Linked DNA regions of Gossypium hirsutum: all the other regions are linked to region 1. A link is a contact called in public Hi-C data. All regions are on one chromosome and are shown on one strand. Each heading gives the region's core, a stretch centred on a gene start, on an enhancer-like site or on the middle of the called end of the contact. The rest is flanking DNA. Distances are from core to core; before and after follow the strand shown. Region 1 holds the start of LOC107949559 (CTP synthase). Region 2 has its middle 19 kb from the start of LOC107949571. Region 3 has its middle 7.5 kb from the start of LOC107949578.

The links. A called contact is a pair of places that touch in the nucleus more often than the background predicts.
Region 2: a Hi-C map of leaf shows a contact between it and region 1, with 2.3 times the contacts expected there. The contact joins the enhancer-like site here to the promoter of LOC107949559 in region 1. A contact is called at or near these places in 14 of 34 Hi-C or Micro-C datasets (anther, fibers, hypocotyl and 3 more).
Region 3: a Hi-C map of leaf shows a contact between it and region 1, with 1.6 times the contacts expected there. The contact joins the enhancer-like site here to the promoter of LOC107949559 in region 1. A contact is called at or near these places in 4 of 34 Hi-C or Micro-C datasets (anther, leaf and seedling).

What each region holds. Positions count from the first base shown.
Region 1 is chrA08:5,359,686-5,363,280 of Gossypium_hirsutum_v2.1, forward strand. LOC107949559 (CTP synthase) reads left to right here and starts at 1,569. Exons shown (of 22, transcript XM_016884265.2): 1 at 1,569-1,954; 2 at 2,281-2,360; 3 at 2,494-2,580; 4 at 2,682-2,732; 5 at 2,835-2,952; 6 at 3,088-3,144. The coding sequence starts at 1,837.
Region 2 is chrA08:5,505,825-5,509,360 of Gossypium_hirsutum_v2.1, forward strand. No RefSeq gene overlaps it. Among protein-coding and RNA genes, the nearest start is that of LOC107949571, 19 kb to the left of the region's middle. Within about 2 kb of position 2,172, at least 4 of the 9 cell types and tissues checked have an H3K27ac peak or open chromatin away from gene starts, as enhancers often do. A contact at or near this core is called in fibers and leaf, where this site is marked.
Region 3 is chrA08:5,532,147-5,535,467 of Gossypium_hirsutum_v2.1, forward strand. It overlaps the pseudogene LOC107949575. Among protein-coding and RNA genes, the nearest start is that of LOC107949578, 7.5 kb to the right of the region's middle. Within about 2 kb of position 1,610, at least 7 of the 9 cell types and tissues checked have an H3K27ac peak or open chromatin away from gene starts, as enhancers often do. A contact at or near this core is called in leaf, where this site is marked.

The sequences.
Region 1 (3,595 bases), core at 319-2,818:
TTTCCTTTGTTTTCAACCGTTTAGTTTAATTGACTTCCACAAAGTACGACAAAGTAATCATGATATGTTTAAATAGGAGATAAATAATGTGTTTTAATGTTTAAATTTATTTGTAATTTATTTGTAATTTTTAAATAGGGGATAAATGATGTGTTTTAATGTGTTTAAATTTATATTTCCTTACATTAATAATAATGTTAATATCAACTGAGGTAAAACTCAATCGATTAAATTCATACTTTTATATATATATATTATAAATTATAATTAGATTGTATCCTTTTTCATATATTTTTTTTAAATTTAAACTTTTGCAGAAAACTTTATCATTTTATTGCTTAATAATTTAATATATTATAACCAATGTGCAATTTCTTAATTACTTTTTATTTATGCCAATTTAAAGGTTTTTAAAAATTTATTTTATTTATAATTAGATTATGTCAGATTCTTGATATAGATGAAAGAAAATAAAAATTATATTCATCAAAAGTTTATGTAATAACTAAATGAAGTTTTAATTGAAATAAAAAAAAGTTAAATGTATAAATACTATGAGATGTTAAGTTCAAATTTCGTTTAATTTTTTATTAATTTTATATAAAAATATAATTTAACAACATTTTCGTAATAATATAATTTATTTTGTAAAAAAAATAGACTTTTAATCATTTTCCAATCGAAATAAAATTCAATTGATGGTATCGAAATAAAATTCAATTGATGGTCATAATAACTCATTAGTTAATCATTTAAAAATAGTAAAAATAAGATAATTACATATTAATTAAAATAGTTAGTCTTTCAAAAAAATATTTAAAAAGATATATTAAATAATATGTCAACCGACTTCCGATTTGATTAAAAAATATAAAAATATCCTTCTATGTATAAATAAATTATATTATTGTGAGAGTATTTTTGTTTTTTTATATGTTTAATAAAACCAATAAAAAAATTGTACATGATGAAACTTGAAATCCAACCACATTATTTGCATATTTATATTTATTCCTGATTGAGTTAGTGTCACAGGTTAATTAATCACCAACTCGATTAAGGAAATAACGAAAATACCATTATAAATATAAACAATTTATATTAGAACAATGGTACTTTTGTCTTTCTATATTTTTAATAAAATTAATAAAAAAATTTATATATGATGAATTTTGAGTCCATATCATCTGTATCAATGAAATCTTATATTTGTATTTTATTTTAAAATACACAACTAAATTACATTTGTATATTATTTTTATGTACACATATGAATTCTAAATATCACGTATCACAATTATATTTATATTATTAATAAAAATGTCATTTATCTATAGTATTAATAAAATTTCTGATTGAGTTGGTGTCACAGGTTAATCAAATATCAATTCGATTAAAAAATTATAAAAAATTTCTTCTGTAATTAAGATAAATCATATTATTTGAAAATATTTTAAGGATCTATTTTTTTAATAATTTTTAAAGTAAAATTTCATTATGTTAATTTTAAGTAGATAGGTATGTTGGATAAATGTAGTTTGTATAGACATACCCCGTAATAGAATTTTAATGAGAAAAATTTCAATGTCAGCTGGTGAAATTCACTGTATATCCAAAACCAACCTTGTACTAAAGCAGTGCGGTACCCTAAAAAGGTTTCGGTTATTCATGCTTTCAAAGACCCATTTGTTTATTTAAAAGGCTGAAAAACCTGGAAAGCGACTTCCAGTAAAGGTCGTTTACGCTTCTTCTTCTTCATCTTCAAACAATCAAACACTTTGCCTGCAATACAATTCACCATCACCTTAATCCACTGTTTCTTCAAAGAAAACTGAAATGAAGTACGTTTTGATTACTGGAGGAGTCGTAAGTGGACTTGGCAAGGGCGTCACCGCCAGTAGCATAGGCGTTGGTCTTCAAGCCTGTGGCCTTCGTGTTACTTCCATTAAAATTGGTTTCTTTCCTCCTTACAATCCCTTTTTTTCCATAATCTTTTTTTCTCTTATTTTCGGTTATTTATTTAATTTTTTGTATGGGTTCAGGCTTCTGGGCTTGTTTCTGGGTTTTGTTTTTCTCGACCAACAGTTCACATTTTTAGTGCATTTGTTTGGGAAGCTTTTATATATTCTGCACTCTTTTTCACTGTTTATTATTGCTATTGCTTGCTCTATGGTTCCTTAACTTTTTCTTTCTGGGTTTATTTTATATTTTTAATTTGAGAACCCTCCTGATTATGCTTACTTTAATCTGTTCGTTAACCTTCATCTTTGTATCTTGCAGATCCTTATCTCAACACGGATGCTGGAACCATGTCGCCTTTTGAACATGGGGAGGTTTTTGTTCTTGATGATGGTGGAGAGGTTTTGCTATCCCCTTTCTTTTGTCTCTAGCATGAAGTATTTTGTACTTATAGTATTTGCCAAAAAAAGAGAAAAAAGTGACCTCACTGCAGTATAATATTGACTAAATTGGTTTATGTTAATGTTTTAAAAGGTCGATTTGGATTTGGGTAATTATGAGCGTTTCCTAGATGTCACCCTTACTAAAGACAACAACGTTACTACTGGAAAGATTTATCAGGTATTTCTGTTTATTCAGGGTAGATGCTAATATATTTGTTCAGTCTTCACTGGAGTTATATTAGTGGGTGAAAATTAATAATCTGTTGCATTTCGTACCAGTCTGTCCTTGATAAGGAACGAAAAGGTGATTATCTCGGAAAGACCGTTCAGGTGACTTTTGTTATTACCGATCATCTATCTACTTTTGTATGCATGAAGAAAGTAACAAATAACAATAAGTTCATGTCCTTTTCACTTTTGTGTGGATCCCAGGTTGTTCCACACATCACAGATGCTATTAAGGATAGGATCGAGGCAGTTGCTCTTATTCCTGTGGATGGAAAAGAGGGTCCTGCTGATGTCTGTGTGATAGAGTTGGGAGGCACTGTTGGTATGAATTATGCTAAAAAAAGAAGCTTGACGTGTCAAGAATTCCCCTTTTTTTTTATTCTTTCTTTCTTGCTTTTCTTTTTGTGGGGTGAGAAATGCTTTATTCTTTTTTATTTGTATGGGGGTGTTTCTTCAGGTGACATTGAATCAATGCCATTCATTGAGGCTTTACGACAGTTGTCCTTTTCAGTTGGTAAGTCTGCAGTATTTTCTGTTTATTTAGGAATGTAATAATACTTTGTCGCTTTGTTTGTTTATCAATCATTTTGTTCCAACTTGATAATTAGCCTTGTCATGTGGTGTCCAGTGCTTATTTAGATTGACACATATATGGTGACCTTTCAGATCCACATGTAGTCACAGACCAGAAAGTTGTGCTATAGGAACCTGGATTCATAAGGAATGTGTCGGCCTTTTTTTTGCTGGGCCGGGGGGGGGGGGTTAATATAATTTGATTATGTAGTGCTGCAATTTTGCAACTTCTGCATTATTCAAATGTACCAGGCTATGCTGGTCAATAGGTTAAATACTTTGGACATGCATTTGCGGTGGTGTTTGTACGCACACATTCAATTTGATAAATGAGAAGTTACAGTTATTCAGGTTTCTAAATGTCTGGTAGCCATTCCCATTCTGTTAAACCT
Region 2 (3,536 bases), core at 922-3,421, 150 kb after region 1:
ATTCGAGTAAGAATAGGAAACCTCATCGCTCAACTGTAGTTCCAAAAATTTCTGTCGTCCAAGCTAACAAGATTCTAATGGTTTTAGGGATCGACAATTCGTAGCATAGTATGGAGTATGTACGAAGTAATCCTCGAATTCCTAAAACTACAAGTGGATTATAATAAACGGTATCAACTACCACGTGAAATATTATTATTTGTAGTCAGAGGCTCATAGGTTTCCAATTCTTAGTCGAAATCGGAGTCCATTCCACTTATAATCTATAATCATTTATGGGAGCATATTTGATGCACCGCTAGTTTATAAAACCCATGCACCATCAATCAAAAACGTGAGTTCAAACTTTGGAGAAAATATTGTTGGGAAGGATAGCCCCGAACGTGGATTGAAAAACGGAAATGAAGAATACCAAAATGAAATTATTTAATTTTTAAATATTTTTATTTAAAAATTATAATTTTATTTAAGTTTCATATATTAATAATCTGTTTATGTTGATTTGATTGTGTTTGTGTATCCATATCATACCAGATCAAATAAGATAAAACAACAGCCAAACAAGCCAAAATAGAACGCAACAACAGAATAAAAAAAGTTAACAATAAGCTCTAAATCTGCATTAGCCAAGTCAACCGCTATTCCAATTTTACCATGATAAGTGACATCAGATTGACACTCATCCTCTTGCCACAGCATCCTTCAAAAATCACAAACAACTCCCCTTCAGAATCAGATCAAACTTCACTGCAACCATTATAATTGCCATTAGAATCGTCCTTTCCAGGACCTCCTCTGTACCACCATCCAGAAAAAAAAACCGAAACCCTCCCCTTAACTTCCCACCACCCTCCTCCACAAGCCATAAACACACTCCAATCAGCCCCTGCTATATTGAATTGAAACCAACCCAAGAAGAAATATCCTAAACAATACACGAGTCCACATCGATCCTCCACCCACACAACAAATCACCGGCCAACTCCACCTCAATCATCGTCAGCAAATCCACAAATATTGAACATAAAACATCCAAGAAAAAAGACCAAGGAAAATGATCTTCAACTTTGAAATAACTAAGACAATCCACCACCCATTCAGACAAAATCACCGAAAAAGTCTCCAGCAAAACAAAAACACCATCATATCAAGCATTATACATATAAAAATAACCCACTTTACAACATTAAAACCCCTTTTTCTTTTAAATTTTCACACATCTCCTCTTTATAATTTTGCCAAACAAAAAAATTCTTATGAATCCCACAACAAGATAACACTTACCATTCCATGAAACATCCCAAAGCAGCGTTGACAAATCAATCCCTAACACTCTTCTTGACAGCTCTGAAACTTCCAAATTACTGTACAATCATCCATTACATTTACCAGATATACTCTCCATTCAATCGACATTACATAAAATTTACAGTCTTGAACCTCCTTTGATGCACATAAAAACCAAATATCCCCTAAATCACCTTCCTTAACACACCCCAAATACTGAACGATTTTACTACTTCCGATTTTACCTCTGTAGCCAGATCACCTGTCTTGCAGAGGCTTCAAAAACAATGTTACTGAAGCTCCGCTCTCATAATTTCTTTGATGACATCTTCTTCATCACCTTGCACACTAAACCCCAATTTCTTTCCAATTGCCCAAGTATTATTCGCTTCCCTAAGAAGCACCCTCATTCTATTACTTAAATCCGAATCTGACAGGGATAAATTTACAACCCTCTCATTATCCTTACGATACTCCCTTCCTTTTTCCTTATTCAAGGCTCTGTCTCTCTTCTTTCTCTCCTTGGACGTTAAGAAACTGTTTTGAATTTCATGCATTGACCGTATCTTCTTGTTCAAACCTTTTTTTTTTCCTGCGAAGAATTATCTGGTTCAGTTCTTCTTCTAATTCCAAGTTTGACTTCCGAAATTCACCTCTAACTGTTTCATTTTCCTGACTGTTCATGATACCTTCCACTGGACTTATATTTTCTACTAATTTAGAAATTCCAACTTTCCTACAGCCTACTCCCAAGTTCGAACCGTTAGCAACTCCTCCAGCTTTTGGGTCTTCTAAAGTATCCTTTACAATATCCAGGCCCATATCCCTTACATCCTTCAAAGCCTTTTCCAATCCTTTATCTGCTTCAACTGCTGTTCCCTTTTTCAATTCCTTGGAAACATGCTCTGACTTAGACTCATTGATTACCAATTCCAATGTTTGCTGACATTCATTAATATTGTTCCCGTTTTCGGTATTGGTATCCATTAATTCTCCAGAATTGACGTTTTCTCTTCCCTCCAAATGACCTTTTGTATTGGCTTTTATCATTTATTTTATTTTAAGTTCGTGTTGTATCTAATTTTTCATTTTCGATTGCAAGTGCGTCTTAAATAATTCCATATATCTCGATTTATTCCATTTTTTTGCATTTGTTAGTGATAAACTTTAAAAAAATATATCTATGATTGCATTTGGTTCATGCTATGTGTCAATTAATCTCATATATGTTGTATATTTTATCATAGTGATTTAATTTTGCATATTTTTATTTTGTTTAATGTATTATTTCTGTGTTTTCATGTCATTTTTCATAAAATACATTTTAATTATTTTTTTCATATTGTGTTTATATTGTGTATTAGTTCATCTCATATTTTTCTTTATTAATTTGTTTGATTTCATAAAATACAAATTAGTTAATTTGTTATAATGATTCAATTTTAACATAAAATTTATTTATTTAACAAATGAACTATTGAAATTATCACTTAACAATATTAATAAGAACATGGTCCAACTTGAAGACTCATATATATATATATTTTTACACTTAAATTTGGATACTAAATACTCGGTACCTCCATTTTTTCCGATTGAACCATTACCTCATTAATTAATTGATATAATGATTCCATTTATTAATAATGCAAGACTCGCTTCAATTTTAAAAAGTTATGTAAGAAACAAATGAAAGAACGAAAAGTTTTTTTAAGAAAAACGGAATGAAAAGTTGATATCTAAGCCTAATTCGTTGGCATCTCGAACCGGCAAAGAGGACAATAATGGCTCAGCTTCAGCCACTTTTCGATGCAATCCCCATGAAAAGTATGAGAACAAGGCATCCGAGAAGCATAAAACCCAACCTCCAGCTCCTCCAAGCATATCATGCAATCTTCTTCTTCTCCATCTTCTACTCTAACCATCCTTACCATCTCCTTAACCAATGACTCTTTAGCCGGAACCATACCATGGTTACTGCTTTCAAACCCCAATACCGATTCAGCCAAAGCTCTTCCCATCGAACCCCGTCACTGTGAACATAATCGTTTTCCACAACGGAAGCATGTATCACTGATCGTAAGGGCAAGACTTCCCGATATCCTATGCTACGAATTCCACGTACAAAAATATCATCAATGAAGTTGTGATAAGCAAGGGAGGCCGTGTTGATTCGGAGTCTTCTAAACGTGGGAAACAGAACTTGGTCAAACAGGTAGCAGTTTTCCAGAATGTCGAGCTCGAAACGA
Region 3 (3,321 bases), core at 360-2,859, 170 kb after region 1:
TCAATGAAAAACCGGTCCATTGGTGGTTTCCAGTACATCCTAGAATGACTAAACAGTGGGTTTGTTGTTGCATTTGGCGTCACCTCCGTTGTGTCCTCCACTTCTTGGGGCAAAGAGATACAATCATCACCCACACCAATTTCATGAACAGCCTCCACAGTTCCTTTATTGCCACATTCTGGTTGAGCAGCTGATCCTGTTATATCATCACCCGAGTGTGATAATGTCTTGGGCAAATTAAAGCCTGGTATCATATTATATCAGCAACATATAAAACCTTCTAACAATGAGATACACCAGACTCATGTTACCTGTACGCTTCTGTTCCTAAAATATCCATGTTTAATGCCTGTGTCCGACAAATATTTGTATATAGATATGGTATATGATCCTCCACATATATGGAAAAGCTTAGAAAATAGAGCATACTCGTGTTATATACGTATTCATATCCAAGACTCAACCCTGAGTACGGGTAACAAAGCCCTAGACAAAGAATTAGTAGTATGAAGGATAGAACTTTTACCCTTTATACCAACTATCCTATCTCGATACAGAAAACAAAAATCATTAATGAAAAAACTTATAAAAGGTCAATGCATATCCGTATCTGAAACTCACTCTAAGTTCAAAACCGGACACGGCGTTAGTCGTGTCAAGGACAAAATTATAACCCTTTTTCCAAATTACCCTATCTCCATAAATAAACACAAAGATCATTCATGAAAAAACTTAGAACAAATTCATGCGAACTAGTCCAGAGTCCGGACATATTCATTTTCAAACCCAACACTCAAAGTGGACCACCAAACTTAAGACCTAGTAGTATCAATTATTGAATCATTACCTGTTTTCCTAGCTGAATTATCTCCATATATAATACCCAGATCATCGTAGTAAGGAATAGTTTTAACTCTGTAAGGACGTACATCTGGGTTTACCTGTAAATAAGCAAACCCGTAAGATCCTGCAATGCAAAAAACCCTCAAAATCATCAAATAAGTAAAGCATTGAACCTTGATATATTCATCCCAGATTTTGTTCTCGGCGATCACCATTTGTCGAGTCGAATCCCAGTTAAAACCCTTCTGATTCAACAGATTCTTAACAGCTTTGTACAGATTCCTCAGTACTTTGTACCGGTTTTTCAGCACATCCATCTCGTATTCGAACTTGAACCTCTCGTTGAACGATGAATTCATGTTCATCCATGCCGTTTTGCTGAAAACATAATCATAGAACGTAATACGTTCATTGTTTTGCTCCAACATGAGATCGATGAAATATCGGTCCATCTCGGGTGTCCATTTCGTCCTTGATCGATCCAAATTGCTCTTGGCACGGATACCCATTCTTGAACAACTTAAAAGGACAAGGCATTATCAGAATTGAAAGGCAAGAATTATGAATCAATGTAAACATTTGGGCATGAAATAAAAAATAAAAATAAAAACGACCCATAAAAGAAAAAGGAGAAGAAGAGAGAGAATGGGTTTAGTTGAGTGAAAAATGTATACCTTGGATTCGAACATGGGAAAATAGAGGGGCAAGAACCTGAGTTTTCTGCAAGTGTAAGGGTAAGGTTTTCCTGGATAGTGCTCCGAATGCTTGGCGGCTGGAATTAGATAATAGACATGAGGAGTGGAGTATCCGTGATTTGGAGTTATCCCACTTCTGAAGGATAAGAACGTTGATAATTTTTCATAGATTAGTTACAGCCAAAATTACAATTGTTCTTTTACAAGCTTAGGCAAAAGGTTTGATTGTTTCACTCAAAATAGATTTTGAAAAATATTTTAATTTTTTATAAAAATTAATATTATTTATTGTTTAGATAAATTTATGGAAAATATTTTATGTTATTTTGACAGATTTTTTGAAAATATTTCATAAAAATTATTTTCAATGAAACAAACATGCATTTAAGATTTATGATAAAGAGTTTAAAAGAAGTAGTAAATTGATTACAAAGTAATGTTAAGGTGAAATTATAGTAAATAATGAATCTTCATGATGTTAAGGATTAAATTGTAAACTTTATAAAATTTATAATTGAAACAAGTAAAGCGATATGCATGAAAAATTGTCATGTGAAATAATATAATGAATTATTTGATTAAAGTGCTTATATGGTGAAAAATAAATTCCATCGAAATAAGGACTAAATTGAAAATTGTAAAAAAAATTTAAGTGTGAAACAATTCAATATGTGAATATGGAAATTATGATTAAAGCTTATTGAATGTGTTATGAGATGATGAAATATGCATAAAGTATTGTAAAAATGAGTTGTGGAAAAATATGAAATTTTTATGATAACAATGACTAAATTGTTAAACTTGAGAAAATATGGGGGTGAAATAATAGAAGTAGAATACATAGAAATTTGATATGTGAAATAAGATATTGAGATAAATTATGTGATTAAAGTGTAATAAGAAAGAAAATTGGTTTAATATGATTAATTAGTGAATAATAAATTCTTATGGTAAAAATGGACTAAATTGAAAAGTTATGAAAGTTTATAAGAAAATATTTGATAAGTGAAGAATGTAGTAGAGAATGTAACATTTCGGTGTTTTGATCCGATGTTCGGGTCAGACATGGGGGTGTTGGCTAAATTAACCATTTATGCCCCCCACAAGAAAGTTTATTAGCCAAATAGGTCGTATTTTTGAAATTTTAGAGAAATAGATCGATTTTAACGAGAATGTGTGAAAGCCTGTTTAGCTGAGCCCTTTATGTATAGGTGGCAGGAAAGTGCACCCAACCCGACACACTTTCTGTTTAAATAACATTTTTTTACTTTTTAAATATAATTAATATTTTTGGTTAGATGTTTAAATGTTAATAGTTCGATTCTTTTCTTTTCCCACTCACATTTGTATTTTTTATTTCATTTTTTTAAGCTTTTGATTATTTTTAATTAATGTTTTTAACATATTAGCTCTTGTAAGTTCAATTTCTCATCTTCTAAACATATTTGTAATTATTTTTAATTAATAAATATATTATTTTCAATTTTCAATTTTATATTTTGAATTCATCTTTTTAATTAATATATTTTTTATTCATAAAATCAAATAATTATTACAAATATCATTAGTTTTAGTAAATATAATTTTTATATGTGTAATATTTATTTTTCAATACATATCATGAGTGTAAATTTTAATATTATATATTTTTGTATGTATATTTAAAATATTTAAAATAAAAAATAAGAAAAACATAAAATCTTTAATCACCAAACACTTCTATAGTAGTTACTATACGTCACATTCCAATACGCCAGAAAATTGTAAGTGGCAGATTATACTA